Regions from separate parts of the Sus scrofa genome. Here region 1 is linked to region 2. A link is a contact called in public HiChIP or PLAC-seq data. All regions are on one chromosome and are shown on one strand. The core of a region is the stretch at or near the end of the contact, and the rest is flanking DNA. Distances in the headings are between cores, read along the strand shown.

The links. HiChIP or PLAC-seq counts read pairs in DNA pulled down with a chosen protein or histone mark.
Region 1: an H3K27ac HiChIP or PLAC-seq map of alveolar macrophages shows a contact between it and region 2. The contact joins the promoter of ARHGEF25 here to the promoter of MARS in region 2. A contact is called at or near these places in 1 of 47 Hi-C or Micro-C datasets (heart right ventricle) and 1 of 2 datasets of contacts at active chromatin or transcription factors (alveolar macrophages).

The regions. Positions count from the first base shown.
Region 1 is chr5:22,868,730-22,875,800 of Sscrofa11.1, reverse strand. It overlaps ARHGEF25 (rho guanine nucleotide exchange factor 25), which reads right to left and starts at 2,299. Exons shown (of 16, transcript XM_021091874.1): 1 at 2,167-2,299; 2 at 1,455-1,578. The coding sequence starts at 2,241. DTX3 (probable E3 ubiquitin-protein ligase DTX3) reads right to left here. Exons shown (of 6, transcript XM_013997672.2): 2 at 5,844-7,071; 3 at 5,671-5,749; 4 at 4,573-5,302; 5 at 3,437-3,654; 6 at 2,388-3,101. The coding sequence starts at 5,699. The coding sequence ends at 3,026.
Region 2 is chr5:22,748,803-22,755,244 of Sscrofa11.1, reverse strand. It overlaps MARS (methionine--tRNA ligase, cytoplasmic), which reads right to left and starts at 2,840. Exons shown (of 22, transcript XM_021091867.1): 1 at 2,792-2,840. ARHGAP9 (rho GTPase-activating protein 9) reads left to right here. Exons shown (of 18, transcript XM_021091869.1): 2 at 271-604; 3 at 878-1,098; 4 at 2,039-2,263; 5 at 2,455-2,568; 6 at 2,766-2,870; 7 at 3,105-3,166; 8 at 3,303-3,393; 9 at 3,604-3,699; 10 at 3,837-3,935; 11 at 4,178-4,322; 12 at 4,417-4,524; 13 at 4,861-4,959; 14 at 5,138-5,215; 15 at 5,343-5,396; 2 more. The coding sequence starts at 289.

The DNA of each region.
Region 1 (7,071 bases), core at 1,050-3,549, 120 kb before region 2:
ATCGCCTATCAAGTCACTTTCCTGGAAAACACGGATATAGTCTCCAGCCTCTTAAATCCCTAGGGCTGGGGCATAAGAGGAGTACTGACCCTCTGCCCACCCCCGACTCAACACTGGGCCCTTGCGACCTCACACTCACCACGTCCCCCCCGGGCGAAGCAGCAGCCGCATTTTGCCAGCACTTTTCGGATCACATGGGGACAGGCACAGCGACCCCCCTTTTGCCCCCCCCGCATGGCGCCCAGGCCCCCCCGCACCCTCCACCCGGGCCGGCCATGCAGGGGGAATCAAGGGGGGCGGGGATGGCGCAGGGCGCACACCCCCCCTCCCTCCTACCCGGCTCCAGGCTGGGGGAGGGGGGGAGGGAGGGAACGGGGAGGGGGGGTCCAGCGGTAGACGGAAGTCTGGTCTGGAGGAGAGCTGGGGGCTCTGCAGAGAGGGCGGCGCGGGGCCAGGCCGCCGAGCTGGGCGGGGAGGGTTTCCGGAACCCAGTCGGTGCGGGGCCTGGGGTCCAGATGTCCAGCGGGGAGGGGAGGGATGGTGGAGGAGGCTGGGCCGGGATGCGGCAGCCGCTCCAGCTCCGTCTCCGGCCTCTCAAGTTGGGGGTGGTTCTAGGCCCGGGCAGGGGAGTAGGTGGGGGCCGACTCCCCGAGTCACTGGCGCTGCGCGGGTCCCGGCAGAGCTGCGAGCCGAATAACAGGCCCCGCCGCCCGGCCGCCGCGGGGAGGGGCCTCTGCGGCCCAGCTCCGCCCTCTCCCTCGCGTTCCCCCTTCAGCCTGTGCCCGGTTCCCGCCCCAATTCCCCCTCCCCCAGGCACCACCACGTTCCCGCTCCACGTCCCCAGCGCCTCCGCCCCTCCTCTCCAGCCTGGGCTCCCCTGTCCCGGGTTCCCCCTCCCTCCTGTATCTCGGGCTGCGGAGCACGGGGGTGGGGGTTGAACGCGGCGGCGGGGTCTACCAGGGTCGCCCCTCGGCCTCTGCGGCGGAGAAGAGGGCAGCGAATGGGGCCTTGGCCTGTGCGAAGATGTCCTGGGGTCGGGATTGCCCCTAGCCGCGCAGGGGTGGACAAGACCCCCCAGTAGGGGTTGCGGGGATGGAGAGCTTTTGTGCAGAACACAGCCCAGGTGCCGCCCTCTCGCCGGACCCTTCTCTCCTCCAGGCCCTGGGACTCCAGCTGAGGCTAATCACCAATTAAGGCGAAGTCCTGGAGCCTGAGCTGGCCAGGGGCCAGGGGTGGGGCGCGGGGAACACTACGCCAGCGGGGGCTCGGGACCCGCTGAGGTGGGGGACACACAACGGACTAGAGGGCGAGAAGAAGCGTGGAGATCTGAGTGTTTAGACGGGTCTCATGCCAATTAGATGCAAACCTTTATGCTAATAAGAGCAGTATAGTTTTGAATTCGCCACTTGGCGTTGGATGGCAAACTGCGCCCCACCCCACCCACAGCTTCTTACCGGGCAGCCGAGCCCAGGCGGGGACCTCACGTTCGCGCTCCCCTCTCTGATCCCTCTGATCCCTCTCCGTACAGATAGACTCTGGTTCGGCCGCTCCTGGCCCTAGGGGGCTTCTCTTGGGGGGCTGCGGGGACAATGATGGTAAGGAAACCGCCCTCCAAGCCCGGCCTGGACCTCCCGCCTCCCCTTCTCCCTCCTGTCAAAATCCACTTTGTTATAAAAGGGTCGCCAAGGCTAGGGTGGAGGAAGCAGTTCACCCGGAACGTGCCTATGGTCTTCTTAATGGAACTCTTGGATTCCTGCGACTGTCCCGCAGAATTCTTGCTTGCGGGTAAATTGAGTTGTGGGGTGCAGCCATCCTGAAGCCCCTTAAAGAGACCCCCGAGCCCACCATGGTCCCCCTTTCTTACCCACTCCTGCCCGGGTAGGGCGCATGCGCGCAGCATGCCCCCCATAACCCCCAGTATCCGGTCAGTGCGGCCAGGGGCGGGGCGGTCCGGGGGCTTCATGCTGGACCCCTACCCTCCTCCAAGTTTCAGAGCCGAGGGGGCGCGGAAGCTGGGGGGGCTCTGAGGCCTGCGTGCGTCCGGGGAGTTGCCGCTGCCGAATCCGCCCCCCGCCCGGCTCCGCCCCCACTCCCACCCCAGCCAAACTTTTCAAAAGGGGTAGGGTTGTTCTTTTCTCTACAACTGTAATTCCACAACAAACAAACCCTCTTAATCGTGACTCCAACGTCGAAGCACGATCCAGGGCTTCGCAGTGTTATCTTGGAGCCCACTAAGTACATGCCGTTTTCCCAGGCCCTCTGGAAGCAGAGAGCTTGGGTGGACACACAGGGAGTTCCCGATCACCACTCCCTACTCCTTCTCAGCAGGGTCCGGCTCCCCTCCCCATTCCTGACCCGCCCCACAGAGCAGAACGGGTGTGGCATAGAGAGTTGCATATTTTACTTTATTTTTATTAAATTAAAAGCTACAGTCTGGCGGCGATTCCAGAACAGGGTAAGGAGGCTCCTTATAGGGGGCAGAGAAAAGCGGGAGAGAAAGACCAACAGAGACAGAGACACAGGAGAGAAAGGACAAGGTTAAGGTAGAAGGGGAACTGTTTCTGAAGAACACACAGGGCCGGCTCCTTGGGGGCTCACAGCAGCCCGGTTCCCCTCCCCTGCACAGAAGTTCAGCAGTGGAGCAGTATGTGGGAGTTGGGGCGGGGGTTCAAGAGACCCTTCCCTCCCCACCCAGGTCCTCTCTCAGCTTAGTCACTGGAGCACAGCACATACCAGAAAAAGCCAAGGGCAGTGGAGGGGGCAGGGAGACTGGGAGTATGTACACCGGGAGGAGGGGAGCAGAGCCTAGGATGTCAGCCTCTGCCAGAAAGGAGTGGCTCACACTGCACTGAAGCACTCGGCCTGTGGGGGGCTGGGGAAGGGATGGCCCCTCCCTCTCAGACCGCCTTCCCCAGCAGGACCATCCCCTACTAGCGTGGTGAGGGGGGCAGAGGGAGAGAGAACAGAGGCTTCCGTTGGGTCCTACTGGAGGAGAACAGCAGGGGCCTCACAAGGGGGATGTCCTTCAGTCATCGGTGATGCCCTTGGCTCTCAGCTCCTCTTGCACCCGGGTCAGGTAAGTGGGGTCCGGGTACCCAAACCTGGGAGCAAAGAGAAACGAGGGTCAGGGTTAGCTGTTCAGGCTTTTCATAACCCCAAGCTCACCTTCCTCCTGGTGCCCCATCCTAGCCCCTGCCCTCCTCCCATAAGGTTACCCAAACCCAAGATAACTGAGCCTAATTCTGCTTATTTTTGTAGGCTAAGCGGGGCACATCAGGATCAGGCTGAAGAGAGGAGAAACTGGGATGGAAGAGATGGTTGAATAGTTTGGGTGTGGTCCTCTCCAGTTTAGGAGGTTCCCAAAGAGAGGGGCTTCCCCAGGTTGGAAATGGAGAAAAGGGGAGGAGCCAAGAGAAGGGAAGAAGGAGTGTCGCACAGCTGGGGTCCCCCTGTGCAGCTGGTCTTGTGGTGGATGTCGTTCCAGGTGATGACATTCGGTCTCCCTGTGGTCATGGACGTGCCAATAGTGAAGGTGAGACGCTGGTCAAATGCCTTGCGGAACAGGGTCAGCACCTTGTTGCCCTCAGGGCAGTCCGGGAGGTAGGCCACCCGTGTGGTGCCAGGATACCGAACTCCTGGGTTTGGGTGTTCAGCCTGGGGTTGGGAGACAGAGTGGGCAGTGAGCAGCTGGGCATCTTAAGGCCCATGATGTCGGTGGAGGATCATCCTGGCGAACCTTCTGGTTGGGCATCCCCAGCTAATGCTTGATGGGGCAGCAACAAGCTGCAGCTTTCCAGGGAAGGAGCAACGCTAGGAACTGGAGCCTCTTTTCCAGACAAAATCTCATCATTAAGAGGTTTTTCCCTGCTGTCCCAATCCCTCAAGTCTCGATTCAGCAACGAACAGACTCTCAAAAGTGATGGAAGGTAGCTGGGCTTTACTCTCCAGATAACTCAGCAAAAATGTGCAGACTGAGAATAATTTATCTTTCAGCCTTCCCTCCTCCACCTGAAAACACTCCCAATGCATCTTCCACTGCCTAACCTGTTCTACTTTTCTATTATTCTCCTTCAGAGCTTCCTCATCCCTCTGCAAACCAGAACAGGACATTACTCTTTGTCAAGCAGAAAGACACCTGTAGGCTCTTGACCACTCCTGTTTTAACCTTCCACTGATCAAAGTTTTCCTTCTCATAAATCTGGAATGGAGTAACCCTCCAGCACTGCTAGGGCGAGTCAGACCCTTCCCGCTGTGCCTGTCTGCACCTGAGCCACCATCTCCACAGGCTATACCTCTGCCGACAACTGCCAACGTCCAAGTTCATCAAGGACACAGAATTTGATTCCTTTCTCTCATACCTGACTTTCACAGGTGCCTTGGGGTCATGGGGATGGAAAAAGCTAGGCCTCAAGGGGGCACCTCCAGCTCTGGAAACTGAGTGGGCAGGCACAGTGGGAGAGAGCCAGACTGTATCACATCTAACAAACACAGTCACCCTTATCTAGTTTTCCTCAGGAAGAAAACAAGCGTGGGGGAAAACCAAAGGGCAAGGGCAGGCCACAGTCTTCTTACCCCCTGGACACCGGGCGGGAAGACGTACTGGATGACGATGGTGCCGTACTTCTCATAGCTGGGTAGCAGGAGTGTGGCGTCCTTAGAGACCAGCATCCGCCCATTCTGGGGCTGGTTGCCCACCAGCTGCCCATAGAAGCGGCCACACATGGGGCAGGCCTTTTTCACCTGCAGGGCCCGGGTGATGCAGCCCTCGCAGAATGAGTGCCGGCACTTCTCCAATGTCTTGGCATTCTGGATCTCCCCCAAACAGATGGGGCAGGTGCTCTCCTGCTCTTCCGGCTCCTCCCGAAGGCGAGGAGGAAGAGGAGGGGGCAGGGGAGGAGGAGGCGGGGGGAGCCCCCGGGCCCCCGGGGGCAGGAGTGGGGCTGCCCGGAGAGGGGGTGGGCCTGGGCGGTGCAGCTCAGGGTGCTCCCCTCCACCCCCCAAAGCCAGGCAGCCCATAAGCTCCCCCTGCCTCTGAGCTTTCTTCAGCTCTTTCTCTGCCTCCTTCAGCAGCCCCTTGAGAGCCTTGCGGGCCAGGTAGAGCCCATTGGGAGGGGCTGGGGGAGGGCCCTGAGGGGAAAGCTGGAGCACATAGATGTCAGAGGTCTCGCCGTCTATGAGAATGGACACACGGTGCTCCTCCCGAAGCCGGGCCAGCCGGGCTGGGGTCTCCTTGCTCAGGAAGTCCCACACAGGCTTGGAGACAGTCACTTTGTTCTTGCAGGTGCCTCCACAGGCTGCCATTCTGGACAGGACGAACGACACTGCCCCCAGGGTGAAAGGGACTCAGGGTGGGGGGTTCCCATTTGATAAATATCGGGGCCTATTTCCTACTCCTACTTCACGTTCCTTTCCACCCCTCCGCTGTCTCAGAGTCCAACTCCCCTCCTCCCCCAAGTTCATTTTCTGTTTCCTCTTATCTTTTAAACTCCAGCACCCACTGAAGAGCAAGAAAGCATCTATAATTTTACTATTACCATCTATGCCAAGCATCAGTCTTGGTTCTCCTCCCCTCCTCCCCAGATCTCAGAAACAACCCGCCCCTCCCGCCTCCAGGTGAAAACTGGGTTCCGTAAAAGGAAGGGAGACTTTTTGACCCTCCTTTTTGCTCACTTTGATCCTGAAGAGCTTAGAATTGGCATGCAGGCTCGCTCGCTCTCTGTCCCTGCTCCCTACTTGTAGGTTGTGTGACCTGGTAGGTGGAAAGGGAAAGGAGGGAAAGTGAGACACCCCTGCCTCCATTCCCACGTGCCCCAACCCAGCAGCCCACGTAACAGAGACAGGACCTAGGTGTACGTTACTGGGAACAGGATTTCTTGGAACACGGCATGGAGGAAACCAATTTAAAGCTGAAAGCTGAGGTTCTCATGGAAGTCAGATACCTGGAAAGCCCATGGACGATGATAGCAGCAGAAATCCGTTTCCACAGTCAGCTGATCGGGACTGGGAGGGGGTGGGGTGAGGTAAAGGGTTAGGATGACAAATGTTAGCTTTTCCCCAGTCTGCCCAGAAACAAAACCAAAACTCTTCTTTCATTTCCTCTCCTCTGCCCCTGCAGAATTCTATCCCCAGCCTCTCCCCAAGTCGCTAAAGAAGGAACTTCCACGTGCTAACTTTCCTCTTTTCTTCCCCAGCTGTGGGTCTCTTAAGAAAGCCTAGGGGCACAGATAAGAGAAGTCAGGAAGGGAAAAGTCCACACACAGGCCTTTTTTTGCCATCTCCCTCAGACCCCATTTACAAGGGTATTTCCTTTTCTCCCCAGCTCCACACCCTGCTCCACATGCCCAAATAATTCAGTCCCTATTGCCAGGGAGCCTTCCTTGAGAGCCTACCCCATCCCTTCTGCTGAAGTCTGTTTGGAATTTGAACACAGTGGCAGCAGGCCCTGCAATTACAAAGTTCTCACTGTCGCCGTTTAAACCCAGCACCCGAAGTCCAAACCTGCGGCAACCTAGGCTGCATTCAGGAAGGGGTGGGGCTCATGCAGGGCACGGGCTGGAGGAGCCTGATGTTTCCCCTGAGTCTGGCCGCGTTCAGCTACAGAGCTGTCCCTACAACACCTCCAGATGCAGCCCAAGTAGAAAGAAGAGCTGTTAGTGTGACCTCAATTCTCTGACTGATCCAAAGGGGAGCAGCTCTCTGTTTGTGCCTTTATCATAGTCCCCTGAAGGCCAGATGCACCTCAAGATTCAGAAAGTGCAACTGGAACCCCAGAGCCTCGGTTCATACTGTCTCTCCAGGTGGAACACCCCCTCCCCATCAGAGGGAAGCCGGGACCTAGGTGTCCTTTGCTAGGAGTCCTGCTGGCACAGAAAAGGGAGGCGGGGCCTCAGTTTAGGCTGGGTCTCTGATTCCTCTGGGGCAACCCAGGCCGGACACGGGGCCAGTCCCTCCCCTGAGACAGAGAGCAGCGACAGGGGCAGCCAGGAAGGGCCAGGGTCCCTTGGGGGCATCAACTGAGGCATCTCCACCCCTCCCCCCACAACCTCTGCAAGACCCAACCCGGAACCAGCT
Region 2 (6,442 bases), core at 1,591-4,090:
GATTTCCTGCCTTGCTGGTCTCACAGCCCTGCTGACCACATCCTCTCTCACCTACTGAGATACTTCCTCATTAGTCACATCACCCAGAACTTCTCAGACCCTGAAACCTGCTACTGACCCCCACCTAGGTCCTCTGCCTTACCCTTTCCTCTCACCCCAGGATTTCTGTTCTTACCTTCTGGCCCTCGCTGCTCCTAGAACCATGTCTCTCAGCCTGCAAGCAGCCAGTCCTGTCCTTTTCTGGACCTCCAACACCCCCTTTTCCCATAGGTGACGGTACTGACAACAATGCTATCGGGCCGGTGGTGGCCAAGTCCCTGGGGGAGCCTAAGGCTGGGGCCCCGAAGCCCTTCTCAGGGATCCCAGCTCCGTGCCCTCTATGCCTTCACTTACACTGGGGCAGATGGCCGGCAAGTGTCTCTTGCTGAAGGAGAGAGATTCCTACTGCTTCGAAAGACCAACTCAGATTGGTGGTTGGCAAGGCGCCTGGGAGCACCCTCCACCTCTCGGCCCATCTTCGTCCCAGCTGCCTACATGACAGAGGAATCCAGCCCTTCCCAGAGCCCTACCACTGGCACCCCCAGCCGATCCCTCTGGACTCCTGGTGAGTTAGCCTTCCTCGCCCTCCTTCTTACCTGCCTGGCTTCCAGGAATTACTGGAAAGATCCCCTTCCCCCACACCTCTGCTGATGCCTTACTCCTTCCTCTCACCCCCATCATGGTGTCCCCATCACCTTTCTTCCCAGTCTCAAGCCTTCTAGATCTCCTGTAATTTTCCACCTGCTCTTGTCTTCCCTGTGAGTCCCCAGCATGGGGAACCCAGCCGGGAGCCATGGGGTCACCCTGCCCCTATCTCTTCCCATTTCTCTGTTTCCAGGGCCAAAGTTATTTTCTGGCTCCTTGGAGGAGCTGCACCTGTGTCAGGAACCCCCAGACAGAGCCCAGTTGACATCTGAACATCCTCCTCCTCTTCCCCCCAAAATGTGTAGAAGTGTCAGTGTTACCAACTTGAAGGGCACCCTCCAAAAGCCCTTCCAGGAAGGACCAAGTGGGAGATCCTTTTCCCAGGAAGACTTGCTGACGGAAGCCAATGACAAGGTGAGTCATAGCGCTTTTTCAGAGCAGTCAACAAATATCTACTCTGGGCTCAGATCTAGGCACAATGGTAAAGAGGACAGACAGAGTTTCTGCCCTCAAAGGATTCCCATGGGGGTGACAGACACATAAATAAGATAACCCTTGGTACTGATTAGCACTACCAAGAAGCTAAGTGTGGTACAGGATGACTGAAGTGGTCTAGGAAGGCATCACTAAGGAAATGACCTTTAGTCAAATCTGAATGAGAAGGCCTGGAGCAAACTAGAAGAAATTCTACCTGAGGGACAGTAAGGAGCAAAGCTCCTGAGGGTACAGGGAACCTGTCAAATGACAGAGAGACTGAAAGACCGCCCTGTCTATGCTTTTCTCTCTCCTTCTCCTGACCCCTGGCCCAGGGCAGGGTTTTTGCTGTGTCTTGTCTTGCCAGCTCAGGTCACCAGCAAGTCCCTTCTAGAGATGTAACTCTTGATCTTCCAGAAGATTCAGCCCCTCCCCTCTCTCTTACTTACTAGTGAGTGAAAAGTGGCCCCTCCTCTCTCATACTCCGCTAGCTGGGGTCTCTGACCCCTCTCTGTCTCCTTTTATTCTGGAGGATGTGAGGGTGGGGCGCTCCCCTCCACCCCTCCCTCCATGCACAAAAAGACTGTTCCCCTTTCCTGAGGTCCTCCGGTGGGGGGTGGGGTGGGGGAGGAGGGAAGTTGGCAACAGGAAGTGAGGAGAAAAGCAAAGAGTGACTGTGAGGGAGGGAGTCAAAAACACACACACACACACACTACGGCTGGGGACTAGCTAGGGTTTCTTCCTCAGTACCTGGGTTACCCCAACCAGGAGCTGGTGGTGAGAAAATGGTGGGGGAGAAAGGAGGAGGTGGTTAGAGGAGAGAAGTTTGGGGAGGGCTACGGGCAGAATAACGACCCTTTTCTTCCCCCTTTCCTTGCAGGCAAGACCCCAGCCCCTCATGTCAGAGCCCCCTGTGTACTGCAATCTGGTGGACCTCCGCCGCTGCCCCCGCTCTCCGCCCCCAAACCCTGCATGCCCGCCGCTGCAGAGGCTGGACGCCTGGGAGCAGCACTTGGACCACAGCTCCGGACGCTGCTTCTACATAAATTCGCTGACTGGCTGCAAATCTTGGAAGCCCCCACGCCACACCCGCACCCGAGAGATGGTAAGACCTGCCATCTGGCTTGTCCCTTTGTCCCTTCTGTCTCCTCCTTCCCCCCTGACTGATCCCCCAAGTAGTATGTTTTCTTGCTGGGGCTCTCAGAAGGTCAGAAGAATCAAAAAATTGTGAGCAGAGTGTTCAGAGCCAGTGGAGGTGGCATCTGACTCTAGCTTTACCTTTCCCTCTGCCTCCAGAACCCTGGCTCCATGGAGAGGACCCAGACCCTGAATAGGGACAATGGTGTCCTGCAGCCTCAGGCAAAGGGCTCAGAATCTGGCCCAGGGACCCCAGAACTTTTCGACTCCCAGGTGAGATCACCCTCTCCTCCTGACCACATGCAGGAAAAAGCCATCATTTTAGACTTTCCCTTTTATGCAAGACATTTTTCTCCTGTACCCCACCACACCCCCTGCCTCTCACCCACATCCGCACCCCTCTTCCCCCTCCAGCTGGGGACTCCAAATTTAAAGGTTCCTCCACCTGCTTCTCCAATCCCCTCCCCCAGGCTTCACCCTGCCTCCGCAGACGCACCTCCCAGCTTGACCCCTCAGACCAGCCTTCAGCTTTGCAGTTTGCTCGGCCTCTGCCCCAGGTCCTGGATGACCCTCACGTAAGTCTCCCGTTTTCTTGTGATCGCCAAGATCCTCCCTGTCCCAGCCCCCAGTTCTTGCTCCTTCAGAAAGGTCTTCCTCTTTCTGAGTGTTCTCTGGGTATCCTCTCTTACGGAGCACACCCGGAACAACTTTAAAGGATTTCACTCCCAGAACATTTCCTGGGGAGAGCTGTGTGGCTGTGAGGGGTGCTGCGTGACTTATTGATACCTTTCCTTCCACTTACTTCCCAGGAGGTGGAAAAGTCAGGCCTGCTCAATATGACCAAGATCGCCCAGGGCGGTCGCAAGCTCAGGTGAGAAGTGGGAACACAGCAGGGCGCCCCCCCACCCCGTTGGAGCCGGAGGTTAGGGAGGTGCTGGGAGAAACCCTCCCCATGTGACTGTAAATGACCTTTGCACGACTGCCGCTGCCCCCCTTTGCCCCTGCAGGAAGAACTGGGCCCCATCTTGGGTAGTATTAGCGGGTAACAGCCTGGTGTTCTACCGAGAGCCACCGCCGACCGCCCCCTCCACCCTCTGGGTGAGTGTGAGGGAGGAGAGGTGGGGTGCCCCGGGGTGCAGGAGGGGTTCCGCTGCAACTACCGGCCTCAGGCCAACTGTGGGGGCGCAGGTGGGGAGGGTGATGTAGCAAGGAAGGAGCACAGCCTCCGGTGTTCTCGCAGTTCTCAGGTGGGAGGGAGGCAGTGAGGGAAAACAGCGCTTTGGCCTCAGTTTCTGCTCTAATTGCCAGGGCCCAGCCGGGAGCCGACCAGAAAGCAGCGTGGACCTTCGCGGAGCAGCCCTGGCCCACGGCCGCCACCTGTCCAGCCGCCGCAACGTCCTGCACGTGAGTGCCCTCCCGCGCATCCCCAAAGCCCCACCCAACCGAGAATGCGCCCCCAATTTCCCAGTCTCCCTCTCGGGCTCCCTGCTTTTTATGCTCCTCCCCACTGACCCAAGCCTTTTCCCCCTCCGGCCCATCAGATCCGCACGGTCCCTGGACACGAGTTCCTGCTGCAGTCAGACCAGGAGACCGAGTTGCGAGCCTGGCACCGCGCGCTGCGGGAGGTCATCGAGCGCCTGGTGAGATGGGTGGGAGGTGGTGGGACAGAGACTGGGAAGAGGCCGGGGCGCAGCACGGTGGCGAGGTGGTGGTGGGGGGGGAAAGGAGTGGAGAAGCAAATGTAGGTTTCGGGGTGGTGGTCTCCATGTAGAGCCCTGGGGTGGGCCTAGAACGTGGGACCCCAGCAGCCGGTTAGGGAGTGTACATTTCTTGACCCTCTCTTCCAACCTCCCATTCGGTCCATCTTGCGGTGCGGAGCTAGGATCGAGAGAATCCCCTGGAGCTACGTCTGTCAGGCTCTGGACCAGCGGAGCTGGGGGAGCTGAGTGCCGGGGAGGACGAAGAAGAGGAGTCAGAACCGGTGTCCAAGCCCCTGCTGCGGCTTGGCGGCAGCCGTCGGAACTCCAGTGAGGGGCGGGCCTGGCGGGCGGGGCCTGGGGGCGTCTCCGGCTACTCAGCGCTGCGGCTGCTCTCCTGCTCTGATTCGAACTGCCTCCGCAGGTCGGTGTCCTGAGGGAGCCGAGCAGAGCCGCGTGCGGAACAAACTAAAACGGCTTATCGCAAAGAGACCGCCCTTGCAAACCCTGCAGGAGCGGGGTCTGCTCCGAGGTGAGGTGGGCTGGGCCGGTTCTCCTTTGTGCCTGCTTTGGTGTTTTTGCAAGCATTTTATTTGCATTCCTGATCTGGGCTTCAGCCCATTTCATGGATGAGAAAACTCGGTATCCAAGCTCACAGTAGAGCTTCGGAGAACTAGATCAGCTGTCGTCGTCTGAGACCCCTGCTTTCCCCTGTACTGCTTTCCCCTTTTGTGGGGAGGGGGTATACCTCCTTGCCCAGGCCTGGAACAAGCAAGCAGGGTGTTCCTTGGGGTGAAGACCTGTGTCTGAAAGAGCTTGCATGGGTGATGCTGCCACTGGCTTCCCATCTCACTCTGTGCCTCCCCAGATCAGGTGTTTGGCTGCCAGTTGGAATCTCTATGCCAGCGGGAAGGAGACACTGTGCCCAGCTTTGTGCGGCTCTGCATTGCTGCAGTGGATAAAAGAGGTTACTTTCCCAGAGACCCCATAATCTCCTCTTCCAACGGGCCAAGGCCCAGAACCTCCCACTTCCCCCAGCCTAGTCTTGCTTCTGCCCTTTTTCTCTCCACCCTCTGATCCCTTACCAGCTTGGAACACACACATTAGAGCAGGAATCCTTATTTGCTCCTTGCCTCATCTTCTAGGTCTAGATGTGGATGGCATTTACCGGGTGAGTGGGAACTTGGCAGTGGTCCAGAAGCTTCGTTTCTTGGTGGACAGAGGTGAGAAGGCCATGGGCAGGTGTTGGTGCTAAGATCTTCATGCCTCAGAACCATAGGCTGTTCTGAGTGAGGGAGCTGGCAGAAGAGGGAAGTCTTAGCTCTTGATCTCTTCCCATCCATGTTGCAGAGCGGGCGATCACCTCTGATGGGAGGTACATGTTCCCAGAACAGCAAGGACAAGGTACTTATATGGCAGGCCTCTCAGATCCTTAAACGTTTCTCACATCCCTGTTCCCTGTGGCTTCCTCATGGCCTGCTCCTGGGGGGTTGTCCCCATCCTGATGCCTGTGGTCTTGCCGCACTAGGGACCCCGTAGGCATACCTGTGATCTGCCTAAACTGGATCTTTTCCCAAACTCCTGATCTCTCAGCCTGTGGGTCCCTTGAGCCCTTTGTGAGCCCTGAGCCCTTCTGCACCTCCTTTTCCTTCCAGAAGGCCGATTAGACTTGGACAGTGCAGAGTGGGATGACATTCATGTGATCACTGGAGCCTTGAAGCTTTTCCTCAGGGAGCTGCCCCAGCCTCTGGTGCCCCCACTGCTGCTGCCCCATTTTCGTGCTGCCCTTGGTAAAGGATGGGAGCTTTGAGCAATGCCCTTGGTATGGGGTGGAGGGTAGTGGGGGAGGCATGAGTGATAAAAAATAGAGTCGAGGTTCTCTTAAACTCTTCTGTCCCATGCTGAGCACAGAGATGGAAATAACTTTCAACTCATGTGCCAATTCTAGTTTGTTTTTGGTTTTTTTTGGTCAATATTTAGAGGACTGGTTAAAAAGGTTGCAGTTCGACTTAGCGGAAAAGAAAGGAAGGCTAACGATGTCTTCCATGGGCAAGGGAAAGAGTAGCAAGTTTGCCCGCCCTTCCCTCGAACCTCCCCTAACCTCACTCCCATGCCCTTCCCATCACTCTTTCTCTCTAGCACTCGCCGAATCAGAACAGCGTCTCTCTCAAATACAGGAATTAATAAGCTCAATGCCAAAACCCAACCATGACACTCTACGGTATCTGCTGGAGCATTTATGCAGGTCAGGACAACTGAACATCTTTGTTTGTGTTGGGGGAGGGTGGGCTGGGGCCTGCAGCTGAGACCCTGTATTGAGATGGGGTGAAGATAGAGAAACACCTAAATTTAGTGGGACGATTGAGGAAACAGGGAACCTCTGTGCAGGGGACATAGTACCAGGGTCAAAGCGTTCTTGCTGGGTCAGCATCAAATGGGGAACCAGGGAC